Regions from separate parts of the Zea mays genome. Here region 1 is linked to region 2. Evidence: chromatin contacts called from public Hi-C data. All regions are on one chromosome and are shown on one strand. Each heading gives the region's core, a stretch centred on a gene start, on an enhancer-like site or on the middle of the called end of the contact. The rest is flanking DNA. Distances are from core to core; before and after follow the strand shown.

Region 1 (2,700 bases), core at 149-2,648, 350 kb before region 2:
AACTGTCCCGGTTTCCTAAACACGACCGCGCTCCATTGTTAACAGAGGAACCGAGGCAGCTTCCGCGGCCTGTTCCTCCTGCACGAGGAGCCCGTGGTGCTGCAGCGGACGGTACGGTTCGTGCGGGCGGACAACTACGGCAACTTCCCGGACAACTGGGGCACGCTCCAGTTCCAGGGCCGCTCCGTCTTTGAGCTGAGAGCGGAGATGGCGCGTCGCTTAAACTATGCGCTCTTCTTCTTCCGCCTCCTGATGTGCGTCCGGGGCGGCCGCTACGGGCGCCTGACCCCGCTACTCATCGACCTGCCTCGCAACGAGGAGACCCTGGACATCATCGTCCTCTTCATCGGGACACAAGGTGATTGATCTTTGCAAAAAAAAAAAATTAAATAAATAAAAAAAATCAAGCGGTTGTACGGTGACAGAGGTTCAGTAGATCGTACTGATAGTTTGTTTGCTTGCTATTACTTGTCAGACAATGAGATTACTGACTGCTTCAAAAGTTGATTACCCATGCTACGCTGTGTCACTGCCTTATTTTCCCTTTTGAATTCAGTTGCTCAGGAATTGCGGTACCCGGTGGTAAACCCAAGAGGTGTATGAGGGCAGGACAGACAGACTCCTCTGACAAACCCCTTCACAATTCACCTCTTTAAGGTGCTGCTGCTCCAGAAACACCGGCATGAGAAGAATTGGCTCTCTTTTCATTCGTGTTCAAGATAGTTTCAGAAAATCCAGCAGCTTTGCGGTTTTCGATAGTTAGATCTTGTGCCTTTCTTCTGACACGAAACAGCTCGTGCTGGTCTTTCAGCTTCAGAACTTGCAACTTGCTGAATGTGATTTTTGCGAAGTGACATCGGGTCTCTAGTCACGAGCTTCATCCCTATACTCACCATGTACTGATAAGGAGAATGGACGTTGCTGTTTTACTTTGTACCTTTTGTCCGTGATAAGATCAAATGTAACAGTCAATAGTCAATGCATGCTGATCTTAGGTTTCAGTCAGGACCTGAAAACCATTGTAACAACCTGTATATGCTATTCTGCCGAAGCCTCCACATGATTTTGTTAGGACCTGAAAATTGCATCACTTGTGTGCTGATTGCTGAAGCTCTCCACATGATTTTGTTAACTGACAGCCCCATGGTATACTGTTACGTAAAAGCTTATCTGCAATATCAATTTTGTATAATTATAATCAAATTAAACTAATGAACACAACAGGGCGTTTGGTCTAGTGGTATGATTCTCGCTTTGGGTGCGAGAGGTCGCGAGTTCGATTCTCGCAACGCCCCTTTTAAATTTATATTTTTTGCTTCATTTAATTAAATATTTAAATCTATATTTTTGCGTTGTCCTCGCTTGGTTATACAATAAAAAAAAATCTTGCAAGAGGCCGCATGTGGACATGTCTACTCGGACCACTGCGTTTACCATTACCTACACGGCTACACCGTCGCCTAATTTGCCAACGCCCGCCGCCGTTCCGATGGAAACCGCCGCGCCGGCGCGCGTCCAAGCCCTCGCTGAGGCCGGCGTGTCCCGCCTCCCGGCGCAGTACATCCAGCCGCCTGAGCACCGACCAACCCCCTCGCCTTCTCCTATTGCCGCGGCGCTCTCCGTGCCGGTCGTCGACCTCTCAACCTCCACCGCCGACGACGCCGTCCGCGCCGCGTGCGCGGACTGGGGCGCCTTTCACGTGGTCGGCCACGGCGTGCCGGTGGATCTCCTCGACGCGGTGCGCGCGGCAGGGCTCGCCTTCTTCCGCGCGCCCATGGAGGACAAACTCCGGTTCGCCTGCGACCCGGCCAGGGGCGCCGCCTCGGAAGGGTACGGCAGCCGCATGCTCGCCAACGACGACTCCGTGCTCGACTGGCGCGACTACTTTGACCACCACACGCTCCCGGAGTCCCGCTGTGATCCCGCCCGCTGGCCCGACTTCGTCCCCGGTTACAGGTGATTCATGAAAATCCTCCATGTCTGTTCAGTTCAGTTCATCTCCGGATGAGTCACGAATTGCTACGAGTGCAGGTTTGTACATGCCAAAACCATACATGAATGATGAATGAGAGGGTAGAATTGATAAGCATAATACACGTACGGATTTTATGCTCAGATGTGGAGACACGTAGAAATTGGTTTGGGGAGCATTGAGCTGTCTTAATGAGATTCAGCCTATTCAGGTCATGTGGCACAGCCTAGAAGACCAACTAACCAAGAATTCTAAAGCACATAGGATGTTTAGTTTTCTGAATTCTGATTTTAATTTTTGATTTTCTATCCAAATATAGACTCTTTAGTGTGACACCCTTGCATTGGTTTCTTTGATAACATACTAGACAGGGATGACTGCTGAATATGTTATTATAGTCTGGAGAATCTAACTGTATGATCATTATGAAACCTATGAGTGATCATCTTACTAAGAACAAGATATTTAAGCATCATGTTTCCGTCTCTGTCCATATTCAGCATGTTACTTTTGCCTATAACACGGGAGATAACACCATGTACCTTTTACAGAGATACTATTGCAAAATACAGCAACAGCATGAAGGATCTTGCTCAAAAATTGTTGTGCATCATCTCAGAAAATCTGAGCCTACCACCATCTTATATACAAGAGGCGGTTGGAGAAGTTTTCCAGAACATTACTATTAGCTACTATTCTCCGTGTCCACAACCTGATCTTGCTCTTGG
Region 2 (2,700 bases), core at 21-2,520:
GAGAGAACTCAGGATCTAACCAAGAAATTCGACCGTGCATTCTTACCTGATCTAGCAGGACAACGCGGTGGTCTTCACAAGCTTTCTTTAACCACCCACCTGCTTCCGTGGGACGGGGACTCTCAAATCCAGGCCCTCCTTGTAGGTACAATAAATAAGGCAGAGATATGTATTCTTTCCCAGCTGAAACAGTTCAAACATGAGGGTCATTGATATTTTTAATAACTACAGAAGCACTAAAGCACGTAGTGGTTCTAGCTCTCCCAATATGATAAGGGTCAATTCACATACATTTAGGAGGGTAATGAGCTCTAAATTTTACACTATAAAATTTAAGGACTGGATCAAATTAGGATCAGGCTCTATTATATTCATTTTTTGAAATAAAATTAATTAAGGACTCAAATGAATTGTGAAGAAACATTTGGATCGTGATCCATTACTTCAAGCCTAAGCGTCCAATATGATAGGGTCAATTCACATACATAGAAGACATACAAGCCTAAACCAGTAGATACCTCACATCAGTTAAATGTAAATTGTTGCACGAAGCGACTTCACCAAAATCTTTCTTACCTTTTACATTTGCAAGCTGCGACATCGTTTACACAATTATATTGGTGGTGACAAAGAACTAGTCAGTTCTCCAAACAAATTTGCTCCTAGTTTGCCAGAAACATATACCTAGAATTAAGCTAAGCAGGCTGGCCCGATGCAGTAGCACAGATGAGCCACTGCTAAGATTCTTGATTCATGTGATCATGTCCAAACCCAGTGGATTATGTCTGTACTTCCCAAATAACACACCTACACATCGTTCCAATTTCTTCCAGCGAAACATAACGTAACCAACGTAACACACCCACATTAACACTGCGCGGATCGCAATCGGGTGAGCGGAAGCTGGTAAGCGCGACCTACCGGCGACGACCTCGCGCGCGAAGACGGTGATGGTGTCCCCGCGCTCGGGACTGGAGTGGTCAAGCGGGACGGCGAACCGGTGGTCGCGGAGGCTGAGGCCCGGTACCGCGTACCACGCGTCAGCCTCGTGCTCCGTCCCCTGCGCCGCCGCTGACGACGACATGGCCGCGGCCGCTCTCCTCGGCACCGGGATCCGGCACGACGAGAACCGGAGGCCAACGGCGGCGGGGACGCGGAAAAAGGCCGGGTGGCGGCGAATCGGGAGCGCCCGGGCGGCGGGGACAGCTGTGGCGGTGGCGATGGCGGCGGCGCAACGGAGTCTCGCTGCGTCCATGCGGGGAGACCGTCGATCCGATATATAGCGGATGGGATTAGGCGGATGCCAGCATCGGAGGCAGCTTTAATTATTTGACTGACACTGACGTCATAACTCACACGAGTTTTCATGCCGAGCATTAAAGTCCGCATTTAGGGAGAACTTTTCACCAGCTTAATTAAAATTTAAAAGGTCTGCGAAACAAATTCTACATTTGAGAACAACTCAGAGCATGTACAACTCTTTAGATCTCAGCGAGGGATTGAAGTGATTAAATTCCTTTCTATCAAAATTTGACTAGTAAAGATTTAATCTCCTTCAATTCATTCCTAACTAAAAAGTCTTTACGATAGGTTCCAATAAAAAAAGTCATTTATACATCTCTCTATATATATTACTTCTTAGGTCAATGTTATAGCATACGGTCTATTAGTTGTCTTTTATACTTAAAAACCTGATTTTAAGTTTACGGTGTACATGCCCTTGTAAAACAAAGAGCAGCGGTGGAGGGGAAGGCATTAAGACATGAAATTTCCTGGCTTTCTGTAAGGAATCCCAAACCCTGCTAAAAAGACTCTAATTTTTAGTGAGTTCCATCTTCACCGTTCCGCCAAACTTAATAATTCGGAATGGAAATCCATGACAACACAGAACGGGAGAACCGACAGGACAGATTTAAGACAAATATAATAAATATATACAGGAACCGTAGCAGCGTCCGTCTTCAGAACGACTAGGCGTCAATCGGATGCTCTACAATGGCTCAAAAAATGAAATTGTTCAATGCTTATTAGACATGATTTGATAACTACATAATCACGTTAAGATCTAATTAAGGAAAACACTGGTATATAAGTTCTGTTGTATCGTTCTGAAACTTTGAAACCATAGAAAAATCTCGCTTTCAAAGAGAATATTTTTGAGATCCAGATACTCTAGGCTTCATATTAGGTACATATTACACCAGCTCGGATCGTCATGTTAACAAACTAATGATGGGAAAAATAATCACCTTGTATTGTTGTAACCTACAATATCCAGCACCGGCAGGTAGTGACTAATAGCAAATCGTTCAACGTTTGAATTTCCACCATCCAACCTTCAGTTGCAAGGTTATGCAAATCGTTCAACATTTCAAGGTTGTCTAGTAGCAAACAATTGCATCAGCAGTTAACACGAACAAAGGGACACACAGTTTTCTTTTCAAAAGTTAGACACAGTTTTTGAAGCACATGGTCATAATTCAGGGAACTTGTTAGTCAATCCATTTTCAAGATGTACATATCCATGTATTACTTTGACAAAAAAAAGTTACAGCTGAAAGCATAGCCCCACATAGGACTAGAGAAACCTATGTATACAACTATACATATGATATTCAATATGAAAATACACCATGCGACACAGTTATTCAATATGAAAATACACCATGTGTTGTAGAACTAGGCAACGAGCACAAAAGA

The links. Hi-C and Micro-C count contacts between places; a contact is called where the count stands out from the background.
Region 1: a contact with region 2 is called in a Hi-C map of ear, with 2.7 times the contacts expected there. The contact joins the promoter of LOC100284095 here to the promoter of LOC100279880 in region 2. A contact is called at or near these places in 6 of 25 Hi-C or Micro-C datasets (bundle sheath, ear, endosperm and 3 more).

What each region holds. Positions count from the first base shown.
Region 1 is chr9:18,656,454-18,659,153 of Zm-B73-REFERENCE-NAM-5.0, reverse strand. It overlaps LOC100284095, which reads left to right and starts at 1,398. Exons shown (of 5, transcript NR_182034.1): 1 at 1,398-1,956; 2 at 2,524-2,700. LOC100501793 reads left to right here. Exons shown (of 3, transcript XM_035962467.1): 2 at 46-358; 3 at 557-1,110. The coding sequence ends at 603. TRNAP-UGG (transfer RNA proline (anticodon UGG)) reads left to right here and starts at 1,224; the gene lies at 1,224-1,295.
Region 2 is chr9:18,310,136-18,312,835 of Zm-B73-REFERENCE-NAM-5.0, reverse strand. It overlaps LOC100279880 (alpha/beta-Hydrolases superfamily protein), which reads right to left and starts at 1,270. Exons shown (of 10, transcript NM_001152833.2): 1 at 922-1,270; 2 at 47-183. The coding sequence starts at 1,255.